Regions from separate parts of the Mus musculus genome. Here region 1 is linked to region 2. The links are chromatin contacts, called in public HiChIP or PLAC-seq maps. All regions are on one chromosome and are shown on one strand. The core of a region is the stretch at or near the end of the contact, and the rest is flanking DNA. Distances in the headings are between cores, read along the strand shown.

Region 1 (7,010 bases), core at 2,762-5,261, 210 kb before region 2:
CTGCTGGGCCATTGGGACTACACGTGTGCCTCTGCTGGGCCATGTGAATGGTTCCTGTGTCCCTGCTGGGCCATGGGGACTGCACCTATGTCTTTGCTGGGTCATGAGGACCACACCTTTGTCTCTGCTGGGCCATCTTCTCCTCTTCTTGAAGAAGTATCTCTCTTCTTGTCTCCTCAGCTCTGCGGAGCAGCTCCTGCTTCTGGTACCACGCCTCATCCTTAGCTCTCTGCTCATCCACTTCAGCTTGCATATTTTCAACTGTCTGCCTTAATTAGACACAATATTTACTATTATGAAAATGTAAACAAGACAGTGAAGTAATTTAGTTCAAAACAACCAAGATACAAAATCTAGAACCTAGTGCAAGTTCAGTATGTGCTTTTATTTCCAGACTTAGGAGAAATTAGTCATCTTTGAAGCCATCTCTTGCCTTCAAATTTGGATTTGATACATGTACTGTATAATTCGAAGTTGTATCTCATAAAAACCTTTACTTGGGGTTGGAGGAAAGGCTCTGAGGTTAACATCATGTGCTGTTCTTGCAGGCCTGGTTCCATTCTTAGCACCATTTCTGGCAGCTAACAACTACGTGTAATGCCAGACAATCTACCCGATACCTTCCAGCTTCTCTGGACACCTGCACACACATAGTGTATACAAGCCCATGCAGGCACATATACATACACATAAATAAGACAATCTAAAGACAAAACCTTTCTTATTTCTAATGTCCCACTCTTTGAAGAACGATTATTCTCTGATTACCTCTCTCTCAAGAAGTCCAGTTCATCGTTCCTTATCCTTTCCCATTCCCGTGTCTGGTAGTCCACAATGAACTTTGGATATTGATTAAATATAGGGTACTGCCCTTTCGTCAGTGCAACGAAAGCATCCAGCATGCTATTTGGGTGGATATCAGCAGGCGTTGTCTCCATGAGATGATAAACTTCTCTAATTACAACATTTATGTCCAGGTTATTCCGATGGTGAAAAAAATACTGTAAGAAAACTTGAAGTTCAAATCGAGGCTTACCCAGCAAAGGCCACTACCCAGAAGGAGCAGTAAAAATGAGGACCATGAGATGCAGAGACACACATGCTAGGGAAGGGAAACAGAGCAACTGACCTAGAGGAAGTTATAGGAAAACACTAGCTAAGGGGAGGCCTGAGCTATGGAGCCAGAGTCCCAGGGTCACAGTGGGGAAGGAGACGCCCTGTGGGGGGTTCAGTTACAGGGCTTGTTTGCGGATTTTTGTTTTTTTTTTTTTAATTCTATAACAGTTTACACAAGCCTGGAATTTGCTACACAGCCCAGACTAGCTTCAAACTTGTGATCCTCCTGCCTCAGTTTTCCTCAGGCTGACTTCACAAGTCACACATCTGTAACTCCAACACTTGGGAGGGAAAGGCAGAAAGGCCTGCCCTGAGCCTCATGCTGGCCCGTGTAACAGAGGGAGTTTGAAGCCTCCCTCTGGGCTACAAGGTCATGACAAGACACTGTCTCAAAAACACAAAACCAGCCAAGCACAATGAAAGTCTAAGTACTCGTCTACACACATTTCCAGACAATCACAGACCAGAGGGGCCACTGATGAGATCATTCTAACAATGAGCAACAAGTGGTCAATGCTCTTTACAACGGAGAAAATAAACACAAAGCAGTTATAACAACCTGCTTGCCAAGAATCTACGCAAGGTCAGGGGTGTGGTCTGACTTGTTATCTATTCTATCCCTACCATCTGGCATCAATGCCCAGTACAAGCAGGTGCTCAGCTGGGATGAGCTGCGCAGTGTGAACCCCCGAGACTGGAGAACGTCTTGTGTGGGATGTGTTTTGATGAGCGGTGCGCTGGAACCCTCGTGTGAGCTAGGCAAGCATGCCGCCACTGACGATACATGCAGCCTCGAGAACCTTCTCTTATGGATGAGAGGGGATTTACCTCAAAGTCATTCTTAAGAGTACAGTTGAGCAAAGGCGCTCTGGAGCAGGTACTGTAGGCCACCACAGTCATCAGGAGGAAGGAAGGGTGATTGGAGAAGATGTTATCGAAGAGGCGGAGCCACTCCTCTCTCGTCAGCACTTCTGAGAACAGTGTTTCCAGGAGAGGCCAGGCATACACCTAAAGCAGGCAAGAAATGACGGATACCATTCCAGTATTCTAAGTAAGAGTCAAAGCGTTCATTGCCAAGTTAAGTTATGCAGCAATTATATTACTAAAAGCACTACATTAATTTAGACAACACTTCTGCGTCCCCACAGGCTAGAGACTAAAACCAGGCTTAATGCACACGAAGCAAGGGCTCCTCTGAGCTACAGCCTCAGCTCCTATTTGGCCTCTCTCTGCAGGTCGGCTTTCAGGAGGGACCTTAATAAAGAATGGCAAATTGTTAAAAACACACACTGTGGGCAGCAGGACAGCTCAGCAGCCCAGCTGTTTGCCAACAAGGGGATGACTTGAGTGTAAGCCCTGCACACAGGCCCACAGATATACGCACACGCAAACACATGTGTGCACACACACATTCCCACATGCACACAATAAATTAAAAATTATATTATTTATTGGGGACATCGTGTTTTATCCATTCAAGAATCAACCTTAGCTCCCAAATAAATGCTCCTCTGCAGCCCTTCTATTCTTACCTGGGAAGTTATATCACGATCTATGAAGTGCTGCAGCAGCTCCTTGTCATGAAATGCCAAAACATTTTCTATCATGCTAAGAATGTTGATAGGAGGATTAGGAAAGTACTCAAACCAATGTTGACACCAATTGACTACAGAGGGAAAAAAAATCAGAAAATCAGTCTTTAAATACTTTTATTACTATAGACGGAATTTCTACAGTCACAATGTGTCTGTTTATATGTATATATTCATATTCCCACGCTAGTCTTACACTTCTGATCCACCTATGTCAGCTTACCTAACGTTGTAATGTTGGGGCTTTTTATCTTTAGTACTGTGGGTCGGACATAAGGGTCGTGCGTGCGAGGCACTGCCCTAGCCCTAAGCTACCTCCCAGCCCTTTTACTCATTATTTGTTTATTTAGTTGTAGGTTTTAAGGCATGTGCTGAACCTGTGGTCTATCTGCCTCAGCCTCTGGGCTAGCTGGGATCGCAGACCTATACCATCAGACTTGGTTAATCCCCCCCCCCCCCCCTCAATATGCTTGTGAATAGAGACAAGATCATGTAACTGCTTAACTGCTAGAACATGAGGTTCCAAACTCACACTGATGGTGGCTCTTCTCACCTCATTTAAACCTTTCCTGGAAATGTCCTCACAGAGAGGCCCAGCAGTTTGTCTCGATGACTTTAAGTCCGGTCAAGTTGACCATAGGATAAGCCACAACACATAGCCTTTGCTAAGACAATCCCTTTGTTAATCAAAGACAGCAAAACAGAAGTCATCAGGAACCAGAACGTCCAGTATGCTGGATTAGGAAGTGTGTGTGTGTGTGTGTGTGTACATACATGCTTTTATTGACACATATCCAACCACTGCCCTGCTAATGAATAAAGAGAATTTGCCAATGTGCCAAGTGGCGCTCCACTCCACAGACGGAGCCCTAGGTGTAATAAAAGAACAAGCACACGGTGCATCGGCACTAATGCATGCTTCCTGTTGCCTGCCTGCCTACAATGCAGTGTGACTGGCTGCCTCACTCTCTGCTGCCGTGACTCCCCTCCCACGATGTAGCAGGAAGTCAAATGTTTTTCCTTAGTTACTAAAGTAATCGAAGGAACTTATCAGAGTAACAGGGAAAGCCACATCCCTCAATGTTACGACCTCCTATCTCAAAATTATCAACAGAAGTTTCATTAGCAAAGTATCATATAGTTTACAAGAGCTATTACTTCATTTATTACAGGACAGTTAGCCTTGAGCTAGTAATTAGGCCAGAGGTAAAATCTGGCAAAGATTTCAACTTCTTTAAACTGCTGTTGTTAGAGTGAGTCACTTTACACACAATGAGTGACCCGGAGCACACTGTCTTAACCTAGCCTCAGAATTAGAGGTCTGTGTGCCTCGGTCTCATCTGTAGGGGGCAGCCATGGCTACTGCACAGGGTAGTGATGAAGGAAAAAGGAGGCAACAAAAGTGAACTGAGGACAATGTGTCCTACAAACTGTTCAGTTCTGTGAGCCTCAGAGGGGCGTGAGGGCAGCAGCCAGCACCTGAGCACGAACGGCAGGCACTGTCAGCAGGCACTGAACGGCAGGCACTGGACAGCAGGCACTGAATGGCAAGCATTGGACAGCAGGCATTGACAGCAGGCACTGACAGCAGGCACTGACAGCAGGCACTGAATGGCAAGCATTGGACAGCAGGCATTGACAGCAGGCACTGACAGCAGGCACTGACAGCAGACACTGAATGGCAGGCACTGACAGCAGGCATTGACAGCAGACAATGGCCAGCAGGCACTGCTTGCCAAGTGCTCAATCCTGCAGCAGTCCCATGAAAAGCAACCAACCCCCAGTAGGTACAAGATTGAATTCTTTCTGACAGAACCCAGCCCAGAACAATAAATGCTGTCTAAGAAATTCAACTCTCCGCATTTTCTTGTAAAGGTTTCCCTGACCACTTTTTGCTCTAAATGTGACTCTTTTATACTTCTTGACCTATTAAGAAAAAAAAAATCTAGATTCCTGAAGTACTTACTTATGAGAGTAGCCACAACTTCAAAACAGATGAGCTGATTGTTCTGGAATAATTTTACAAATGGAAATGCCAAGAGTGGAAGGTATGGTGTGTCACTGAAGATTGCAGACCAGTGAGCTAATGCAGAGAGGGTTCTGGAAGGAAAAAAAGGCCAGAAAGCAAGAGCATGATTCAAGTATGTCTGAGGAGATGACTCAGACTTGGTGGAGGCTCTCTCCCATCCTCAGCACACAGCTCGTCTCCTTAGAAGCGCTGGGTATGGTGGTGCACGCACACCTTAGATCCCAACAATGGAGGAGCAGAGACAAGCAGGTCTCTGGGAGTTCGAGGCCAGCCTGGTCTACACAGCGAGGTCTAGGCCAGCTAGGGCTACAGAGTGAGACCCTGCCCCTCCCCCCAAACACCCCAGTCTCCCCCCACACAAATGGTGGCGTTACATAGACACTGTCCTGTGCCTTACTTGAAACGTTTACATCAGGATGTACAGCATTTTAATCAGGATCTTTTGAGCTAGGAAGATCCACCTGTAATCTGGGCCCTACCTTCTGGTGACAGCATATATAAAGGACGTTGAAAAAGGAAGCTTGTTCTCTTTGCTTACTTGCTGGCAAGTCCATTCCTTCACTGGCATCAAAGCCGACTTTCTCAGGATTCTGGAGGATACTGAAGACCAGCTGAGACACCCAGCCTCACCTCCTGGACTGAACAGCTACTGGAAACTTGGACTTCCCATTGGCAGACAGCTATTACTGGACTAGATGGACCACAAGCCTGTGAGGTACTCTACTAAATCCCCTTTCTCAGTGTGTGTGTGTGTACCTACGCACACATACGTATTCATATCCATTCTATCAGCTCTGTTCCTCTAGAGAGCCCTGACTCATACACATTTCTGTCAAACTTTTAATCTAAGTGGGGGCTGGAGAGGTGACCCGGCCATTCAGAGTGCGTGCTGCTCCTACAGAGGATCCAGGATCTTCCCAGTGCTCCCCAGTGTGTCTGTTCCACACAATTATCACACAAAGGTACATACATGGATTATCGTTGTGACCTGTCATGCACCGTTATCCACGTCCGACAGAAGACCCTGCCTCCACCACTTATACTACAGTCTGCTAAAGCGAGTCTTTAATATATCATTGTATTCCTTAATAGTTAAGTACCCATCTTTAATATAATGAGAAAGCAGGGGAGGGCGTGGCAGTGCTGGCAAGATGGCTTAGCAGGTAAGTGTGCTTGCCCTATAACCTGGTGACCTGAGTTCAATTTCGGGAACTCACATAGTGGACCGAAAGGAGCAACGCTCACAGCCCCTTATCTCCACATGTATGCACAGCAAACACACATGCACATGCACACATACTCCATAAATACATAAATAAGTAAATAAATAAATGTGATTTCAAAAAAGTTTTAATTAAAAAACAACCATTTTCTTATATAGTAACATAATGATAATACTTAAAAAATAAACATGGGGCTGGAGAGACAGCTCAGCGGTTAAGAGCACTGCCTGCTTGCTCTTCCAGAGGTCATGGGTTCAATTCCCAGCAACCACATGGTGGCTCACAATCATCTTTAATGGGATCCAATGCCCTCTTCTGGTGTGTCTGAAGATAGCTACAGGTACTCTTATAAATGAAATAAATAAATCTTAAACAAACAAACAAACATGGTTTCTTCAGTACAACCCATAGGCTGGCAAGTCTCAACTTTCTGCAATAGCAGAATTAAGCTAAAAACAATAATTCTCTTTCATTAAGTCATAATTTTAAATTAAATTTATAAAACAAATAAGAGTAAATGAGGATTTTATTTCCTGTGTAATGAGTACTTTGCCTGGTGCCCTCGAAGGCCAGCAGAGAATGTCGGGCTCCTTGGACTGGAGTTACACATGGCTGTGAGCTGCTGTGTGGGCCCTCTAAGGAGCACACAGTGCTCTTAGCCACCCAGCTATCTCCCTAGCACCTAACTTTGAACTTTTAAATTAAAACATAGAAAAACAAACCTGGTGTGATGGCCTCTCCCTCCGAGCTCAGCCCGTGGAGGCCTGAAGCAGGAACATGGAGAGCTTGAGGCCAGCCTGAATACGTGCTAAGTTCCAGGCCACAGTGAGCTAGAGAGTGAGAGTCTGTCTCACAGAAAAGAAGTTAAAATAAAGAAATTGGGGCTGGAGAGATGGTTCAGAGAGTAAGAGCACTGACAGACTGCTCTTCCAAAGGTTCTGAGTTCAAATCCCAGCAACCACATGGTGGCTCACAACCATTTGTAATGAGATCTGACACCCTCTTCTGGTGTGTCTGAAGACAGCTACAGTGTAGTTACACATAATAAAT
Region 2 (7,110 bases), core at 437-2,936:
GCCAGATGTGAAAACTGTAAGTAGCAATGTGTGAATGTGTGTGTGTGTGTGTGTGTGTGTGTGTGTGTGTGTGTGTGTGTGTGAGAGAGAGAGAGAGAGAGAGAGAGAGAGAGAATGTGTAAAGAGGATGTAATTTTCTCTCCCATTACTCTGGATCTTTACAAATCAATGCAGTTCCTCTTAATATGAATTCTCACAAATCAGGGAATGAGAAACTCCCCCATAAGATGCATGCCACTAGATTATGATCCAAACTCCTCCACATCAACTGGGCAAGTGTTTTCAGGTGCCAAGAACTCCTTTCCCAAGTCCCTTATAGGCAAACAGACCACCAGTCAGGCTGGAATGTCTCAAGGCCAGGGGGTTCCCTTGATCTGGCCACCATTGGCTTTCACATCTAAGCAGGTAGGCTGGGGATGTATTACCTACCCATCTTCCCGACAGTCCCTTGGACCAGGGATCCATTCATAGTGGCTTACATAGTGAGTTATCAATCAATGCTGTCCTACCATGGGGTCAAAGGCCACTACTGATTTTCGGTGAACCAATGGAAGGTTCTTCAAATCAGAAACATCACTCCACCCTGAGGACTTCTTTCTAAATCTTATTACAAGTCTCACGATAGAATATCCCTAACTTAGGCAAAGAGAGGTCTGGTAGACTATGAAAAACATCCCAGACTGTGTTTAGGAGATTCTTACTGCATCTGTGATGTGTATAATCTTGTGTGACTACTTATTCTCCTTGACCTTTGACTTGTGAATCTTTAAGTCCTGAGTAACAATGAGAACTGTTGATGATATAGTAGTAATAGGGTCTTGTAGATAGGGTCAGAGGTAAACAATAGTCATATTTGTAATTATTTCAGTACTTTTATTTGGTCTGTGTATGTTTGTGTGTGTTGTATATATGTGTCCACATGTATGTGTGCATATGTGCTTATCCACGTGTGTGCATATAGAGGCCACTGTTCAACATTTAGTATCTCCTATTTGCTCCCCATCTTGGTGTGTGTGTCTTTCCACAGTGTCAGAAATTATTAAATAACAGTAAATTCACAACATTTAGAGGCATCAGCGAGGGCAATTATCACGAAATCCACCTATCTTGGTACCCTGATCAAGCTAATGTAAGTTCTTTATTCTAACATTACTTAAGAACATTCACTCTGATAAATGCTTCACATGGCACACAGCAGACATATCTATATCTATATGGGTTGCAGAATGAATGCAAGTTAAGGCTATAGCAGAATTGGAAAGGTCTTAGAAGTGAGATCTGCCTCCGCCTTTGTGGTTACAGGCACACACTCCCATGCCCACATTCTGTTAGTGTTGCAGATCTGAACTTGGGCTCTTGTATTTGCACAACACATACCCGACACACTGAGCCAGCTCCCAGCCCTACTGTAGTAGTTTAGAAGGTTCCTCTTTAAAAGTTCATGCACAGCTGCCTGGGAATCAGGATCCCACCACTCACTTGCTACTTGGGTTTGCAGGGAATGAGCTGAGACAGTGACCCTCTCAGAGTGACCCCACTTTATGTGAGAACTTGGTAGAAGCATCAAGACTGGTAGACTCACCCCTGACCATGGAAGCAGAAATTCTGAGGGTAGGCTCTGCCCTATGACAAGGCCCAAGTGAGAGAGATGCACACTGGAATCTGAGAACTACTGGACTTTGGTCATCAGGAATCCTGTGGTGTATGTAAGACAGAAGGCAAGTGACCGGGTTCTCTCTTGTGGGCTATGCAGAGTCAATAGGTTCTGGGGTAGTGGCCAAGACGTAACAAGCTCCCCAGATAACTGTTGCGCACACATTGAGTTTACTGGAAGAAAGAAAGAAGGGACCCAAAGCAGGAGGTGGTGGGGTGGGGTTTGAGGACAAGGACAGAGACCTCAGACTGAAGTACTAAGGTGTTCTCAGCCTCAGTTCTATAGAGCTGTGGCATGGAATCTCTCCTCCAATGTCTTCACTTGCCAGCTAGGGAAACAGAGTTCTCAAGAAAAAAAATGGCTTTTCTAAGTCTGTATGACACACACCAGGCAGAGCTAGGATTAGAGAGCCAGGGATTTGCCACCTGCTTGGCGTCTCCAAGATCTGGCTCTGCAGCCCAGCATTGTGCATATATACATTTCCTAGACACCTGGATGGGCTTGGTATCTGCCCTCACATAACAGGGCAAGGTTGGCTCACCCCTCAGGGCATCAGGAAGTGTAAAATGGGTGTAATGTTTGCCCTTACAGAGCTGCTGGATTAGGTCAAATGCGATCATATACAAGGAGGTGGGTCCCATGCTATCCATCAGCCCTCCCGGAATGCAGAAACTGAGGCTGCGTGATGACACCTGCCAGAACCATCTGTAATATAGCCAGAGCGATAAGCACACTCAGAGACACTGGAGCTTGGCCATATACCCGGTGTGAACTCTGACCCTGTTCAGGGAACCCTGGGCCTGAAGGGCCACTCTCATCCCAATACCCAGGCTATGCAAGCATCCCTTTTGTGCTCATCCCATACCCAGGCTATGCAAGCATCCCTTTTGTGCTCATCCCATACCTAGGCTATGCAAGCATCCCTTTTGTGTTTCCTTTGTAGCTCCTGCTGGACTGAGCAGTCCACAGGTAGAAAGTGGAGTTGCATTTGTATCCTCAGGAGGTCTGGCACCTCCAGAGAGTGCTCAGGAAATGGTGGTTTCAGAGAGGGAGGACCTGGAACGGGTTCCTGGGGAGCAAATACATCAGGGATTCCTAGGACAGCCTCCTGGAGAAACAATCATGTCTTCCAGAATGCTGGGACCCAGTGTCAACCGGTCTGCCTGGCTCATGGTTTCCTGCAGAGAACAGTCAGTGGAGACAGCAGGAGGAGCCATAGGAAGGAGGCAGGAGCCATCTGCAGGACCCTATGCTGCTCAACCAGAGACTAAGTGCAGGGTGTACAGCACATGCTGATGACCAAGACAAGGCTCTTCTGGTATTAGTTCTTCCCGTCCCTCCCTCTATCCTGGTGTGAAGCGTCAGAAGAGGTATCTAGAGATACCAGAGCCTGGGGAGTGAAGACTCCTGGGCAAGTAGACAGGACATTGGCACTCTGCCTTTGTTCTAGTCTGGATGTTGACTGTCCCCTGTGGCCCAAAGCTCAGTATGTATCCATCCATTGTACCACACGTGATGGGACGTGTTCTGGAGTTGTATGGAAGAGCTTATAGGGAGGGCCTTAGGTCACTTATATACCACTGAAGAGGACCACTGAATGAGAATTCTCTCATCCTTTACTCCCCAACCATGAGCTATGTAGTTCATCTTGACCAATGCTTCCGTTATCACCACCGCCGGCATGTCCATCAGAGGCCCAAAGGCATAGTTCTTAAACTAGAAGCCCCCAAACCGTGAGCCACCTTTTTCTCTCCATAGGTTAACCATCTGCAGTATTTCACTCCAGTGGCAGAGCTGACTAGTAGCCCTGAAGATCTATGATGGCTTTGGAACCCTTGGAAAGGTTCTGAGAGACTAGGGATGGGCAGTTTTCAGTTCTTCCCTAAAGATAAAGCCAACAGCACAGGCAGGAGCTGGCCACCACTGGCCCAGCAAAGCAAAGCGCATCCAAAGCTGATCCTATGGCTTGGTCATTGACTTTCTATGAAAACTGTCAGTAGCATCCGAGACCGTGAAGCCCGTCACTGCGCATGTTTATTATGTTCTTGACAAATGCTTTCCATTCATGGAGTTGATTGCTCCTCACAAAGGCCTTTTTGAGGCAAATGCTATCATTATTCCCATTTGAAACTGGAGAAACAGATGGGCAGAGAAGTTAACCCTGGGACCGTGGACTGTTGGTGGGGAGGGAGGGAGGCTGGATTTGAACATAGGCCATCAGCTTTAAAGCCTACCGATTTCCTTTGCACATTGCTGTGCAGACAGTTCTGTGTTTCCAGTTGGGAAAGATGGAGGGATAGAGGAAAGACAATTGGCGCCAGCAGCCATTTGCCATGCTGAAGGCATTTGGGAAAGGAAGCTGAAGGAAACACAGATTCATCGATTGCCAGACTATTCCCAGTTCAGGAAACACATCCCAGTAGGCGAAGCCCCATAGACACTAAGGTGTTAGCTTTGGACAACCTAACTCTAGACCAATTGGCCCATGTAGCAGTTTTTTCAGTGGGAGCAGGCAGCTGCTCTGGGTCCATTGTATCATCTACTTAGGCAGGTTTAGAGCATTCTTCCTTCTTCCCAACACATGCATGGACCAGATAAGCATGGTTCTGTCGATGTCCACAGTTTGGACAATCCACATTTTAAAAGATCATGTCTCTCATACATCAGTTAACTTCCCCATTGACAAAACGGCCCAACACATGTATAGCCAAACACAAAGACTGGAGTTTGTGAGCTGAACAAGCTAACTACTGTTATCTTATTCTAGCCCAGAACAAAACCAAGACAGTTCTTCTGCCTGCCACGAGCCTGTGACATTTTAAGTTGTCAGAGCCACATAACCTTGCATCTTTTACAGTTGCCACTGGTTTCTGGAAAGTCATGTGGGGTTTTAGGAAAACATCAGTCTAAAGAGTCTTAGGTCTCTCTGACACGAAGCCCTACAATCCTAAAAAATCAGTGTGTGTGTGTGCTTTGCTAATGGGAACAGGTCACTGCCAGACTTATTTTTGTCCCTCTGTGTAGTAAGCAGGAAGGACCCCTCGAAGTCCAAAGGAGGCCACACGAGGACACGAGCTGGGCAGGCCTCTGCCACTTTGCACTGGGTGTGGAAAACACATGGAACTCGTTGGGCCTGAGAGCTAAAAATATAAACAAGCCGAAGAAAGTGTGGATGGCTCAGGGATGGGGATGAGTGGGCAGTGACTGGGTGGGGGAGAGAGATGAGTGATGTCCAGGTCTCTGTAGCCTGCTCAGGTCCCCATTGGCCAGGAAACTCCTGAATGAACAAAGCACCTATGCTTTCCCTGAATGTGTGTGTACCCAGACAAAAATAAAGAAGAAACGGAGAGAAAGCAAAAGGTGTATGATGATGTTCTGTTTCAACACACACACACACACACACGCACACGCACACGCACACGCACACGCACACGCACACGCACACACGCATGCACACATGTACATGCAACTTACCATTCATAATAAATTCAGAATTGAAAGAATCTTTTCTGATGTTACGTGCAAGGATTTAAAGTATTTCCACATTTTGCTGCAATTTGGTTCACACCTATTTTTATAAAATGATATTCCGTATGTAGTATTCTGCATCTGTATTTAGCATTTAACTGGGTTTTTCTCCTTTCATCCTAAACAAGCTTACTGGAAAACTTAAAGGTTTCTGCCACATTCCTAATCATTAGTTTCTGTAATTTTCAAATTGTCTTACAATCCATCTCTTAGTTGACATCACTTTCCTCTTCCCAGCTTTCTGCTGAATAAAATATTGCTGGGATAGACTTGCCTGGTGCTGCTTCCAAGGCAGAGTCCCACGAGGTATACAAATGGACCTTGAACCTGAGAGGTAGCCAAAGAGGACCTTGAACTTCTGATCCTCCTGCCTCCACCTCCCTGCAGACAGAGTCACTTCTTTTTGGAGATATAATGATAAACTCCAGAGCTGCATAGTGGAATGGTAAGACGTTTTCCCCTCCATGAGCGGAAGCTAACCAGTGTGCCCTAACTTGAAGTCTCTGACATCCCAGCCAGATCGTCCCGGTTTCTCCAGCTATTTGTTTATGCAGCGGGGCTCTTTCCTGCCTCCTGCAGTCTGGCGTGTTTTGCTGGTGTGGCTAGGAATGCAAATCTATCTGCTCTCCCATGGTGCTCTGTGACAGGCCTCTGCCTCCCTTTACCTGAATTAGCCCAATGGGGGTTTGGAAGGGCTGTGGCTTGGTAATGTGAGGACAGGGTCTGCCCCAAGCAGAACTGTCTCTCTTTTTCCATTATGTCCCAAAGGAGTAAGTCAGCTCCCTTCTCCCAGGGCCAACTGTACTAAAAGCCATTTTGCACCAGCAGAGATGGAGACGTTTATCTCCCGGTAACTGTGAGAGCTGCTTTCTGTCCCTCCAGCATGGATGGAAATCAAGCTGTTTACTCAGTGACCACCCTAGGGACTGAGATGTGGCTCTAATTTGCTGGCACTTCTGAAACACATTGCTCGGATCTCACTTTCTACAACTCTGAAACCAACCAGGAATCTGTAAAATTACCTTGCTTCCATCCTACCCTGGTGGGCTCTGATCACGAAGTGCAAATGGAGAGACCAGGACTCCCTGCTTTGGAAATGAGGGCTACCGCTTGAAAGGTACTGGGATGGCAGTGAGCTAGCTTGTTAAACAACTTTGCCAGCACCAGGATTTCTGGGATGGAGGGAGAGATGAAAGGGGTCTGTGACAGGTGCTTAGATGCGGTTTCCTGTGGAAACTCCCGAGGCAGAGCCTGCACATGCTGTAGGCCTCACATGGCAGGATCAGAGTCTCTTTGGCTAGTGACAAACACACGTCCTTATCACCAGGCAAATTCTTCTTCACAATATGTCCCTGTCTTTCCTTCTACCAGCGCAGGGCCATGCCTACATCGAGTGCCGCTCTGATGTCACAAAGGCCACCAAGATGAATTGCATCTATTTTCTTCACATCTCTGGCATGCCGAAGTCACAGTTTTCAGTGTGCAATCCTGACAGCCACACTTGGGAGAGATGGCTGGAGCAGTCATCTTTAGAGTTTGAAGTCATCCTGGGATACATTCATTGCAAGGCCTTTTCTCAAACAAACAGAATCCCAGAGTGCTCTGAGCCCAGGCTCCGGCTTTGCAGGTTTGTCCTGGGGATTTGCTTGTTCATCTGATCTCTGTCCTCGATGGGCAGCCAGGTCTTTATGAGGCCTGTGCACTTTCTTTCCCAGCTCTTCCCATGAGGTAGGAGAGTATTCATAATGCTCTTAAAAAAAAACTCATTTATTTTTATTTTATGTGCATTGGTGTTTTGCTTGCATGTATGTCTGTATGAGGGTGTTGGATGCCCTGGAACTGGAGTTACAGTTCTGAGCTGCCATGTGGGCGCTGGAAAGCGAACTCAAGTCCTCTGGAAGAGCCACCAATGCTTTTAACCACTGAGC

Evidence for each region. HiChIP or PLAC-seq counts read pairs in DNA pulled down with a chosen protein or histone mark.
Region 1: a FOXA1 HiChIP or PLAC-seq map of pancreatic cancer cells shows a contact between it and region 2. The contact joins two enhancer-like sites. A contact is called at or near these places in 2 of 115 datasets of contacts at active chromatin or transcription factors (double positive thymocytes and pancreatic cancer cells) and 1 of 9 other capture datasets (embryonic stem cells).

What each region holds. Positions count from the first base shown.
Region 1 is chr15:57,946,747-57,953,756 of GRCm38.p6, reverse strand. It overlaps Tbc1d31 (TBC1 domain family, member 31), which reads right to left. Exons shown (of 21, transcript NM_001081396.2): 11 at 4,675-4,808; 12 at 2,649-2,782; 13 at 1,945-2,124; 14 at 769-1,001; 15 at 117-269. Among named protein-coding and RNA genes, the nearest start is that of n-TMcat16, 26 kb to the left of the region's middle. Within about 2 kb of position 4,011, at least 27 of the 459 cell types and tissues checked have an H3K27ac peak or open chromatin away from gene starts, as enhancers often do. A contact at or near this core is called in pancreatic cancer cells, where this site is marked.
Region 2 is chr15:57,736,642-57,743,751 of GRCm38.p6, reverse strand. All of the region lies in intron 1 of Zhx2 (zinc fingers and homeoboxes 2), which reads right to left. Among named protein-coding and RNA genes, the nearest start is that of Zhx2, 46 kb to the right of the region's middle. Within about 2 kb of position 1,686, at least 4 of the 459 cell types and tissues checked have an H3K27ac peak or open chromatin away from gene starts, as enhancers often do. A contact at or near this core is called in pancreatic cancer cells, where this site is marked.